2 separate regions of the Pan troglodytes genome follow, and region 2 is linked to region 1. Evidence: chromatin contacts called from public HiChIP or PLAC-seq data. All regions are on one chromosome and are shown on one strand. The core of a region is the stretch at or near the end of the contact, and the rest is flanking DNA. Distances in the headings are between cores, read along the strand shown. Region 1 holds the start of PPP2R5C (protein phosphatase 2 regulatory subunit B'gamma). Region 2 holds the start of HSP90AA1 (heat shock protein 90 alpha family class A member 1).

Evidence for each region. HiChIP or PLAC-seq counts read pairs in DNA pulled down with a chosen protein or histone mark.
Region 2: an H3K4me3 HiChIP or PLAC-seq map of stem cell-derived excitatory neurons shows a contact between it and region 1, with 2.5 times the contacts expected there. The contact joins the promoter of HSP90AA1 here to the promoter of PPP2R5C in region 1. A contact is called at or near these places in 1 of 7 Hi-C or Micro-C datasets (stem cell-derived neural progenitor cells) and 1 of 1 datasets of contacts at active chromatin or transcription factors (stem cell-derived excitatory neurons).

The regions. Positions count from the first base shown.
Region 1 is chr15:99,773,081-99,779,070 of NHGRI_mPanTro3-v2.0_pri, reverse strand. PPP2R5C (protein phosphatase 2 regulatory subunit B'gamma) reads right to left here and starts at 2,166. Exons shown (of 14, transcript NM_001280086.1): 1 at 2,054-2,166. The coding sequence starts at 2,095.
Region 2 is chr15:100,098,384-100,104,314 of NHGRI_mPanTro3-v2.0_pri, reverse strand. It overlaps HSP90AA1 (heat shock protein 90 alpha family class A member 1), which reads left to right and starts at 3,633. Exons shown (of 11, transcript NM_001098572.1): 1 at 3,633-3,691; 2 at 4,299-4,460; 3 at 4,553-4,919; 4 at 5,245-5,378; 5 at 5,673-5,931. The coding sequence starts at 4,299.

The DNA of each region.
Region 1 (5,990 bases), core at 917-3,416:
TCCAACAGTGCAATGCCCCCCACCCCCCATTCAGATTCTTTTCGTTTTATCTGCATTTGAGGTTGAAAACTTCAAGCAGAAAACAGATAAATCCAATTTTATACAGTGCTTCTGGCATTTTGAGATCCACATCACATCCCTTTCTACCCTCCCACCCTAAACCCTATGAGTGAGGATTTCTGGGGTGATAATGAAACGCTACAGAGCTCCACCTGAAGCAGAAACATACCCGCCCCCCCCGAATGCAAACGCAGCACCCTTGCTCGCAGCCCTCACCGCCGCCGCCACCCAGGATAATAATAGTGTTTGAGAGCCCCAGAGCGTCCCTCCGGGGCGGCAGATAATTCCTTACCAGCTCTCAGCGCGGTCCCTTCTCGCTCCCTTTCCCCCGTCCAGGGGTCCCTCCCCAGGCGTCTACAGCCCCCATCCCTGAAGCTCCTTTCCGGGAGTCTGCGAGGCTGCGAACCCCCTCGGCGGCCGCACCTGCCGGCCCAAGCCCACGCCGCACTGTCGGAAACGGGCGCCCCTCCGACCCCCTCCCCGGGCCGCGCCCTCCCTCCACGCCCAGCCCCGGCCCATCACGAAGGTCCCAGCGGCCCGGGCCTGCGCCCCGCGGCTCCGGCGCGATCCCCGGGCTCCCCGCCCCCACCGGGCATGAGGCCGAGAGAAGCCCGGGGATGCCTGGCTCGGCCGCCCTCGGGGACGCGAAGCCCGCGGCGTCAGGCGGGGAACTGAGCCGGGGCCCGGGCGCAGGACCCCGGTGCCGTCGCGCCCTCCCCCGGCAGTCCCTCCCCGCTCCCTCCGTCCCGCGGCCGGGCCCGGACTCACTTTCTCCTTCTTGTTTTTATTCGGCATGGCTGGAGCGGGCCGCCGCCGCCGCCGCCGCCCCTGCCGCCGCCTGCCCCCGCAGCAGCAGCGCCCCCGCCCCGGCCGTCGCGCCCCCGCGGCCGCCGCCGCCGCCGCCGCCGCCCGGGGACTGAGTCTTTCGCTTGCTCTCGCTTCCCCTTTTCCAGGCTCCCAGAGGCTGCGGCAGCCGCGGCGGCGGCGGCGGCGGCGGCGGCGGCAGCGGCGGCGTCTCTCCGCCCCTCCCCCGGCCGGCCCGCCCCGCCCCTCTCCTCCCCACCCCCGGCCGGCCGCCCCGCCCCTCCCCGCCCGCCGCTCGCCCCGCCCCTGCGCCCGGCCCCGCCCCGCTGCCCTCAACAGCGCCCTGCCATTGGTCGACGCGCCCCCACGTGCCCTAACGCTCCCTGCTCCCCCCACCCTCTCCGCGCGACCCGTTCACGCCCCCGCCCTCCGTCGCGAGTCGCTGCGAGCCGGCCTCAGGCAGGCCGCGGCCTCCTGGCGCGGGGCTGACCGCTGAGCAGAGCTGAGCCGACTCAGGGGAGGGAGCACGTGGCTGCGACTGCGGTGACAGGGCCGTGGCCCGCTGTGGAGGCGCAAGACAGAGCGTGAGACGTAGGAAATGCACATTTGAAATGTATGGCAACAACTTCTGCAGCCGGCGAAACGCGAACCGTGGCCTCTTGGCCTTGCCCCCTCACCGCCGCGGCTCTCGTTGCAGTCAAGAGTGCCTGGCACGCTTTGCACTGAGGCGCACGGGGAGGCCCGGGAACCGAGCGAGCGGCAGTTTCGCGGGACACCGCTGGGCCCCGCCTCCCCTCCCCTCCCTCCACTCCCCTCCCCTCCCTCCACTCCCCTCCCCTCCCTCCACTCCCCTCCCCTCCCTCCACTCCCCTCCCCTCCCTCCACTCCCCTCCCCTCCCTCCACTCCCCTCCCCTCCCTCCACTCCCCTCCCCTCCCTCCACTCCCCTCCCTCCACTCCCCTCCCCTCCCTCCACTCCCCTCCCCTCCGTCCCCTCCCCTCGACCACCCCGTCCCCTCCCTTCGACCAGCCCGTCCCCTGCCCTCCCCTTCTCTCGACCAGCCCGTCCCCTGCCCTCCCCTCCCCTCGACCAGCCCGTCCCCTCCCCTCCTCTTCCCTCGGCCAGCCCCTTCCCTCGGCCAGCCCCTCCCCACCACCAACCCCTCCCCTCGACCAGCCCCTCCCCTCACCAGCTCAGCTTTCCGCAGCTCCTCCCGCGAGGTCCCGCCCATCCGACAGCGCCGCCCCTCCCTGGTTGGTCCCGCCCTCCGCAGTTTCTCCCGCGAGGTCCCGCCTACCCGACAGTCCCGTCCTTTCCTGGTTGGTCCCGCCCTCCGCAGCTTTTGCCGCGAGGTCCCGCCCACCCGACAGCCCCGCCCCTCCCCAGCCGGCCCCGCCCTCCGCAGCTCCTTCCGCGAGGTCACGCCCACATGTGCAGCCCCTCTCCTCCGGCGTCGGCCCCGCCCACCGAGGCGAGGCCTCAAAGACTTGGTGGCCGCTGCGCCAATAGGATTTTATTTTTATTCTTTAATTAGGCTTGATCATAAATGGTGAGGAAACCTCTGCATGACTGGGAGTCACCTGATTTCTCTCAGCTTGTTAATAGCTGTGAGGAGAGGGTGTCCAAGGGAAAAACGTTAACTTTTCAATACAATGCTTCCGCGGTCCACCTCGTGCCCAAAACTATTGAAGACGCTAAGGACAGGCGTCCCAGATTGCAGAAATGCATTAGGTAGTAAGACTCTAGGAGCGTACGGATTTCACGTGCGAGAGGCATTGGTGCTTCACCTGTGATGATGAAGGAGCTGCATCTTAACTGGCAGCTTAAAAATCATCGCGTTCTCTTAGCCCCCGGAGTTTTGTTCTTGGAAGTTTCCAGGCAAAGCATTTTCCATTATTCTCAGCAGTTCTGCAATGAGAAAGCTGAAAGACGGGGTAAGAAAAAAAAGATCTAAAGGGAGGAATGTTGTGGGAGGTCAGGAAAGTAAGTTCTGTCTGCGGGTGTCTGAATGTCTGCGGGCTCTTAGACGAATATCTGTAGGTAAGCAGGACAGTCTCAAACAACTATTTGTGCGGAATAAGTGGCTTTTTTATTAATAATTTAAGTGGGTTAATGGTGTCTCCAAAACAATTTTGAGGATAGAGCGATGCCCCTAGTTAACTTAATAACATTTTAAAAATAAAATATGTGCTGTCAATTTAATAAGTCCAGGATATATCCATATCAGAAAGGAGTAGCTCTGAAACTATTGGTTTATGGCCATGAACTCTTAGGGAGGCTTAGAGGCATCTCTGAGACAATCCTTTGCCACCAAAATCCTTGTATCGTATCTCCTGATCCGGTGTTGCATACAATTCATTCATTCGACCCACATTTGTTGGATAACTACTATGTGCAAAGCATGATGCCAGAAATTTCATGGTGAACAAGGCACTACCCTTGTCCTCAAGCAGTTCGCATGCTTGCATGGAAATAGAAAAAAACAGCAATCAGAAGGACATGACATGTGACAAGTCTACAGGACTGGGGTGAGGGGGGTCAGGCTTGGAAGCATGACAGAGCACTGCACAGGACGTTTTGTTATGGCCGGAGATGAGACTGAAGGAACAGCGACGCTGAATTAAGACTGGTAGACCTTGCCAAGATATTGTACTTCTTTTTGAATGCATTTCAGGGTCACTGACAGATACTGAAGTGGGGAGTGATGTACTCACATTTGCATTTTAGAAGACATCGGTGGCAGGAGTGTGGAGGAGGTGACGGTGGAAGTAAAAGCAGGAGGCAGAAAGAGCAATCAGCATCCAGCTATGGTTCAGGTGCGTGCCAGGGAGGCATCTCCACAGCAACGGGGGGAAGGATCGCCGACGCGACAGAGAGCCAGAATCGAGGATAAAAAGCGAATGGTCATGCTTGTAGTTTGGGCAACACAGTGAATGATGAGGAAGGGATGCAAGTGGAGGGCAGGTTTGCAAGGGAACAAGATTCCAGTTTGGGACACGTTGCTGTGTCCGCAAAATGTAGGTAGAGGTGTCCAAGATGGCAACTGGAAATATAGCATAGAGGACTAGTTGCATGTCAGGTTAGAGGTTTCTCAGGTCAGTTTAGAGTTTTAGGGAAAGCATAGGGACAGGGTACCAGCAAAGCTGCCTGATTAACATCCAGTGACCTTGAAACCATAGCAACCAGAGAAATCTGACTCAACACCATTACCTGTACAACTGCATGTGTACGTCACTGGCCATTGGACTGGCTTCATTTGCCCACATTAGGGAGGACCATCTTTAATGACAGTTAGTTACCGACTACCCGTAGAACACACTGGGTTTCTTGCAGTGTCTTGGGTGCTGTGGTATTTACAGGAACGCTAAAGATAGATATAGCTCCTGTTCCCAAAAGAAGGGATTCAGGACAAGCTATTGAGATAGGATATAAAGCCATTATGTGGGTGTGTGTGTGTGTGTGTGGCTGAGGGTTACCTCTTCCAGGATGGCCCCACATTCCATGTTCATGAAGGCACTGCTTGCATCACACAAAACTCCTTTTCTTCCAACCCCTGCTCTTCTGGGACACTTTTTTGAGATGGTCCCTGACATGGTTAGGATATTTATCCCCACCCACATCCATGTTGAAATGTAATCACCGATGTGGGAGGTGGGCCTGCTGGGAAGTGTTTGAATCACGGAGGCAGATGCCTCATGAATGGCTTGGGCCATCCCCTTGGTGATAAGTGAGCTCTCGCTTGGAGTTCACATGAAATTTAGTTGTTTAAAAGTATGTGGCACCTCCCCCCACCTTGAGCCTGCTTTCACCATGTGAAGTGCCTGCTCCCCCTTCGCCTTCCACCATGAACGAAAACTCCCTGAGGCTTCACCAGAAGCTGAGCAGATGCTAGCACCAGGCTTCCTGTACAGCCTGCAGAACCATGAGCCAATTAAACTTCTTTTCTTTATAAATTACCCAATCTCAGGTATTTGTATATAGTGATGCAAGAATGGACTAATACAGTCTCTAAAAACCCAAACATACTTTTTCCATGTCTGTCTTCTCTGTATGTTGGATTGCTTTATTTGTGCCCCTGAGGTCTCTGGAGGATCAGAGAGGTTCCCAGAGGACTGAGGTCTTTGACCTCACTGCAGCCACCAGCCGCAGCCCTACACTGTTCACTGCTTCACTCTGGATACCATCAGTGGCACATATGAGCAGGGCAGACAGAAGATGGCCCTTGACTGAGAATCAGCCCCGCACCCTTCCCTGCGTCTGCCCTCAGAAGCCCTTCCTGTGTCTTCTCTGTGAAGATGCCTGCAGCACAGTAGGCCCTGCCTGCTCCTCTGAGGCTGGTGTAGAGCTGCCCTGCCTGCCAGGCTGCAGCTTTGGTCACCCTGCCCAGAAAGCCTTCTCCCTTGGCTCTCACAGACCCCGGCTTGTGGGCTTAGGTTTCTTCATGTCGTTCCTAGGCCTTCTGGGCATCCAGGCAGTCTTGCATACTTGGATTTTCAGCTGAGCTTCCTAGGGGCAGTGATCATGTCTTAGGCATTCTGTGTTACTCAGTGCCTAGCATTTGAAGAAACTAATTCTAGCTGGGTGTGGTGGCTCACGCCTATAATCCCAGCACTTTGGGAGGCCAAGGTGGGAGGATTGCTTGAGCCCAGAAGTTCAAGAGCAGCCTGGGCGTGGTGGCACGCGTCTGTGGTCCCAGCCACTCAGGAAGCTGAGGCAGGAGGATTGCTTGAGCCATCACTGCAGATGGAGGCTGCAGTGAGCCGTGATCATGCCGCTGAACTCCAGCCTGGGTAACAGAGCGAGACACTGTTGCATCTCAGACTTGTTTCTGACTTTATGCCGCCTTTCTTTAACTGCTGTCTTTCTCCAGCTTTGTGGTGTGCTTACGGGCCCTCCTCTGTCTGTGTCACTAGCTCCCCCAGGTGCTCAGCCCCTCCTCCTCACCTCTCCTGGCCCAGGGCTACCTGGATTGGGTAGTGACTTCCTTTCAGGCATCCCTGAGGCCTCCCCGAAAACTAGATGTTCATCACATCTACTCCTCCCAACTTTCCTCACTTCCTTTCCATGAAAATGTCATGAAACACGCATTTTGTACTGAATTTGTATCTATTTATTCATGCACCAGA
Region 2 (5,931 bases), core at 2,384-4,883, 320 kb before region 1:
TCAAGAGATCAAGACCATCCTGGCTAACACGGTGAAACCCCCTCTCTACTTAAAGAATACAAAAAATTAGCCAGGTGTGGTGGCGGGCGCCTGTAGTCCCAGCTACTAGGGAGGCTGAAGTAGGAGAATGGCGTGAACCCGGGAGGCGGAGCTTGTAACGAGCCAAGATCGCACCACTGCACTCCAGCCTGGGCGACAGAGCGAGACTCCGTCTCAAAAAAAAAAAAAAGAAATATGTTGTTGAGGAAGGAAGAGGAGGAGGCTGGACAGAAAAGGCGGTGAAGCAGGAGTGGAAGAACTTGGGGTTGGAGGGCTAGAGGAAGCAGAGGAGCACATGTGGTCTGTACTCTGAAGGAGAGGGCACCACATTCTGAGAACCTCTCCATGACAGGACACCTGGCCTGGTGGGAGGCAGGTGGGGTTCCTAAGAAAATGTGTGAGCAGAAGGTCCATTAAAAATTAATTAGAGAAGAACAGAGGGAATGGTGTTCCAGGCAGAGGGAACAGCATTTGCACAGCCTCGTGGGGGCGAGTCATGGGGAGTGCGCCAGACACAGAAATAGGAGCACAGTGGGAACTGGCGCTGTATGGGGAGGCAGCAGCGACCTGCAGGGCCTCACAGGCCTAAAGAGCTCTGTCTTCCTCCTAGAAGGATGGGAAGTCAGCTAGAATTTGCAGAGGGTGGGGAGGAGGGAATAGATAGGGCCAGGTCTGTGTTCTCAAAGCTCACCCTGGTTACAGTTTGGAGACAGACCAGACCATATGCAGGGAGCAGTTAGGTGGTTATGGAGGCCTTCCAGGTGAGCTGACGGTTGTGTGGAAGCGGGGGATGAAGGTGGAGGGAAGTGGCTGGGTTCAAGAGGTACTTAGGAGGCAGAAGTGGCAGGACTCAGTGCCAGATCCGTTGTGGGGATGCTTGGGGTTCTTTAAGGTGGGATAGTCAGTGACCTGGCTAACGAGCCCTCAAATAGGGCTGGAGACAGGGGGGAAGCTCATGAGGCTCAGCATCCAGGTCTGGAGCTGAGTCCTGGCCGGGCTCTTCTGTGAGTCATCTGCACACAAGTTCTATTAGTGAGAGTGCTGGACAAGATTTCCTGGGGGCAAAGACCCACCTCCAAGAGCTCCGTGATGTGCCAGGGAGAGGGGCATGAGTCTAAGAAGAGAGAAGGAACAGCCAGGGGCTGGCGTGTTGATGGTAGAAACCATTACAGAGGTCGCACCTGGTGGGTAACTGGAATGTCACCTGGAGACAGGACAAAAATGTCCTGTTTATTAACCGACGGGGGAGAGCTGGAAAGACAAGAAGTTGTGGAAGGAAGAAGGGACATTGAAGATGGGGCCTGACGGGAAACAGTGGTTCCCAGTGATGCCCAGACCCAGGGAGGGGCTTTGGAGCAGGTTCACTGGAGAAATGGGGGTAAATGAAGGTCCCCAAAACAAAGGACAAAGAATGTCAGAGCTGGCCGGGCGCCGTGGCTCACGCCTGTAATCCCAGCACTTTGGGAGGCCGAGGCGGGCGGATCACCTGAGGTCACGGGTTCGAGACCAGCCTGGCCAACATGGTGAAACCCCGTCTCTACTAAAAATACAAAAATTAGCCGGGCGTAGTGGCGGGTGCCTGTAATCCCAGCTACTCGGGAGGCTAAGGCAGGAGAATCGCTTGAACCCAGGAGGTAGAGGTTGCAGTGAGCAGAGATTGTGCCATTGCCCTCGAGCCTGGGGGACCAAGAGTGAGACTTTGTCTAAAAAAAAAAAAAAAGAAAAGAAAAGAAAAGAAAAAAAAGAACGTCAGAGCTGGGGCCCTGGATGGCTCCTCTATATCTCAAACCCCCTGGGCAATGGCAGAAACTGCGGTAGGAAAAGTTCCTACAAGTGAGAGCGGGGACAGTGGCTGGTGGTGACAGGAAGGAAACAGGCGAAGGCGGCACTCGCCAGGGAAGACCTTGCGCCCCTTCAGCGACCCGCTCACCGCTCTTCCTGCTTCCGGATTCCTCCCCGCCAGTCCAGGCTGCAGCTGTAGGGAAAGCCTGGGCCGGGGGCGCGCCCCCAGGCTGCGCAACAGCTACCACAGGACCAGGCACACACCCGGTCACCACCGCTGGGGCCCGCGCCACGTGGCTGCTAGTTTCCTTCCACTTCCCCCGCTTTGTAATGCCAGGCAAGACGCTTTATGTTGATTTCACACACTCGTAAGGGGGTCCCAGGCCGCAGTCTGAAAACCCCTGCTCCTGAGCAAGTTGCGTTTCCCTAGAGACCAGGAAGCGGAGATAGTTCCATCGTTTCTTTACACGGCAAGGAGCTTTCAGATTATTCCCAGGGCCTGGCTATGAGTCCAGGCAGGAGGAGGCCCAATCATGGGAGGCGCCAGCGACAAAGAGGAAGAGGACATGGACTAGGCAGGGAAGCCAGGTGGAAGGAACCCCAACGCCTCCAAGGTTCCCACAGCTGGCCTTGGCCAAAATATCCGAAAATTCCCATGTAGAAATTGGCTTTTCCAGCCTGGGCAACATGGTGAAACCCCGACTCTACAAATAAATACAAAAACTAGACAGGTGTGGTGTCCGCGCCTGTGGTCCTCTGCCCGCGCTCGTCCCAGCTACTGGGAAAGCTGAGGCGGGAGGATCACCTGAGCCCGGGAGGGTCTAGGCTGCAGTGAGCCGAGATTCCGCCGCGGCACCCCAGCCTGGGCGACAAAGCGAGAGCCTGTCCAAAAAAAAAAACAAGAAAAAAAAAACAAAACGAACCTTTTAGGACAAGTTAATCACCAAAGTGTTAGATACTTAATTTGGAGACCGCAAATCGGTCGGCAAAACGATGGGCTTTTCAAAATCATGCCGGGTGTATCTGGGTAAGCATGAATTTGTTCACCAAGTCCCCGATTCCCAAGCTAAGGGACCCTTAAGTATGAAGCACATGGCTTTCGGGGAACCCAAAAGTAGGGAGCGCTCCCGAGCCAGCGGTGGGTCTGGAGAATCCCCGAGCGCGCAGGCCGCGGGACAGCCTCCCCAGTGCGCAGCAGCCTGGGGCTAACAGCCCCCAGAGGGCAGAGCCCCGCGATCCCGGCGCCGCCTGCGGCTGGGTTCTTTGGCAGCGGGCGCGGCGCCAGTCAGGACGACGGCTCCGGTAGTCTCCCGGGCGCGTGAGACCCGGGGCGCTCTCCGTCCATGCACGACCCTCCCTCCAGGCGCGCCTCCCACCCCGGCCCCGCGTTCCGCTCAGCCCGGGTGACCAACTACACCTCACTTCAAAGGCCCCCACGCCCGGGCGTGCCCTCCGCCCGCGCTCGGCAGGTGGGGGTGCAGGGCGGAGGGCGCGGGCGGCCCCAGAAGGCGCCCGGACCTTCCCGAGAATTCCAGGCCGCGCAGGCGCATTGAGGCCGGCGCGGGGGCGTGCGAGAGGCGCGCGGCGGCGGTTGAGGGAAGGTTGCCCGGGCCGGGCCACGAGCAGGGCCTGCGCGCGCCCGCAGGAAGGCGGGGCGGGGGGGGGTGCCGCGGCGACGGCGCATGCGCAGGCGCGCGGCCGCGGCGGCGGCTGGGGAGGGTTCTTCCGGAAGGTTCGGGAGGCTTCTGGAAAAAGCGCCGCGCGCTGGGCGGGCCCGTCGCTATATAAGGCAGGCGCGGGGGCGGCGCGTCAGTTGCTTCAGCGTCCTGGTGTTGCTGTGCCGTTGGTCCTGTGCGGTCACTTAGCCAAGGTGAGGGGTGGTTGTGGGGGCCTGTGGAGGTGTATTGGGGACCGGGACCGGGGGCGGCTGGCGCGGAGCGGAGGCTGTGGGGGCCGGACGAGATCCCTGAAGCAGCCAGGGCCGCGCTCACGGGCGGCCGCGCTTCCTATTCCGGAGGCCTCGGGCCCGCTGCGGTTTCCGCACCCCGCTTCAGGAATGGGCCGGGCGGCCGCGGGCTCCCCGAGGCTCCGCAGCAGCGCCAGAGCTGGCGCCGCACGCGAACAGAGCGGCCCCGCCGCGGGGGTCCCCCGCCCGGCCCCGCTGGGGGCGCAGGCGGAGGAGGCCGCCGTGGCGGAGCCGCAGCCCGCGCGGGAGGGCACCCGGGGTGTCCGTTGGGGACCGCGGCGGGGGACTGGGCCCGGGCCTGCGGCGGCCGCCCGGAAGCGCGCACACGCTCGTGGTAGTTGCCGCGCTCCGAAATGAGGTCATCCTTTGTCAGCCGCCCTTCTATTTTCGGTTTACTTAAACTTCGCAAATCTCCAATCCGGCTTTAGAAATATTTGGAGGGCGCGATGGAATCTCGTGTTGCCTCTGTAGACGTCCTGCAAGGTTTTAAACCGGCGCGGTGTCGTTCCAGATGCCTGAGGAAACCCAGACCCAAGACCAACCGATGGAGGAGGAGGAGGTTGAGACTTTCGCCTTTCAGGCAGAAATTGCCCAGTTGATGTCATTGATCATCAATACTTTCTACTCGAACAAAGAGATCTTTCTGAGAGAGCTCATTTCAAATTCATCAGATGTAAGTCGCTTATTAACCCAGAATCGGATTTTGGTTTCAGTATGAACTTCTTGGGGGTGCTGTGTGCTTAAATTAATATTTTTTGTTAACAGGCGTTGGACAAAATCCGGTATGAAAGCTTGACAGATCCCAGTAAATTAGACTCTGGGAAAGAGCTGCATATTAACCTTATACCGAACAAACAAGATCGAACCCTCACTATTGTGGATACTGGAATTGGAATGACCAAGGCTGACTTGATCAATAACCTTGGTACTATCGCCAAGTCTGGGACCAAAGCGTTCATGGAAGCTTTGCAGGCTGGTGCAGATATCTCTATGATTGGCCAGTTCGGTGTTGGTTTTTATTCTGCTTATTTGGTTGCTGAGAAAGTAACTGTGATCACCAAACATAATGATGATGAGCAGTACGCTTGGGAGTCCTCAGCAGGGGGATCATTCACAGTGAGGACAGACACAGGTAGGCACCTGAACATTCACTGGTTAGGTGAGCGGTAGAAGGGTGGGGTGCTGCAACCCTTGAACCCCTGGGGATGCGGTGAAGCTTACAGAATTTGTGTTTGCCCGACGATCAGGAACAAGCTAGAGCACTTAGTGTAATGGCATGACTTGGTGGGTGGTTCTTTTGGGCAAGGCACCTTGCCCAAAAGGTTGTGCTGTGGGCGCCTTTGCATCTGTAGTAACGGCAAACCTTGCTTTATAGACACGTTATAAGGATGTTAGGCATGGCGTTGAGCACTAAATTGAATGTATTATTAAGTCAATTTTTCTTTTTTCTCTTGCAGGTGAACCTATGGGTCGTGGAACAAAAGTTATCCTACACCTGAAAGAAGACCAAACTGAGTACTTGGAGGAACGAAGAATAAAGGAGATTGTGAAGAAACATTCTCAGTTTATTGGATATCCCATTACTCTTTTTGTAAGTTTTTATGTAATTGCAGAGTGAATTTCTGTCTGTAGGTGATTGGGGTGACTGTACTACATCCTTAGTCCCTAGATCTGTTCAACTAGTCTGAAGCCTGGGGAACCTAAGCTCTACTGCCTAACTCTGTAAAGGTCCCTCGGGCTATTAAGTGGATGTATCAAATATTGATGAAAAGCTGGGTGATTCTCAAGTTGGCTAATTTAGACTTTGGCCTTAGGTTGAAAATAGTGGCGCAGCGCTGTGGCTTAGTTCTAGAGTGCAGCAGTGATGTGATTTCATGTTTTGAAGGTGGAGAAGGAACGTGATAAAGAAGTCAGCGATGATGAGGCTGAAGAAAAGGAAGACAAAGAAGAAGAAAAAGAAAAAGAAGAGAAAGAGTCGGAAGACAAACCTGAAATTGAAGATGTTGGTTCTGATGAGGAAGAAGAAGAAAAGAAGGATGGTGACAAGAAGAAGAAGAAGAAGATTAAGGAAAAGTACATCGATCAAGAAGAGCTCAACAAAACAAAGCCCATCTGGACCAGAAATCCCGACGATATTACTAATG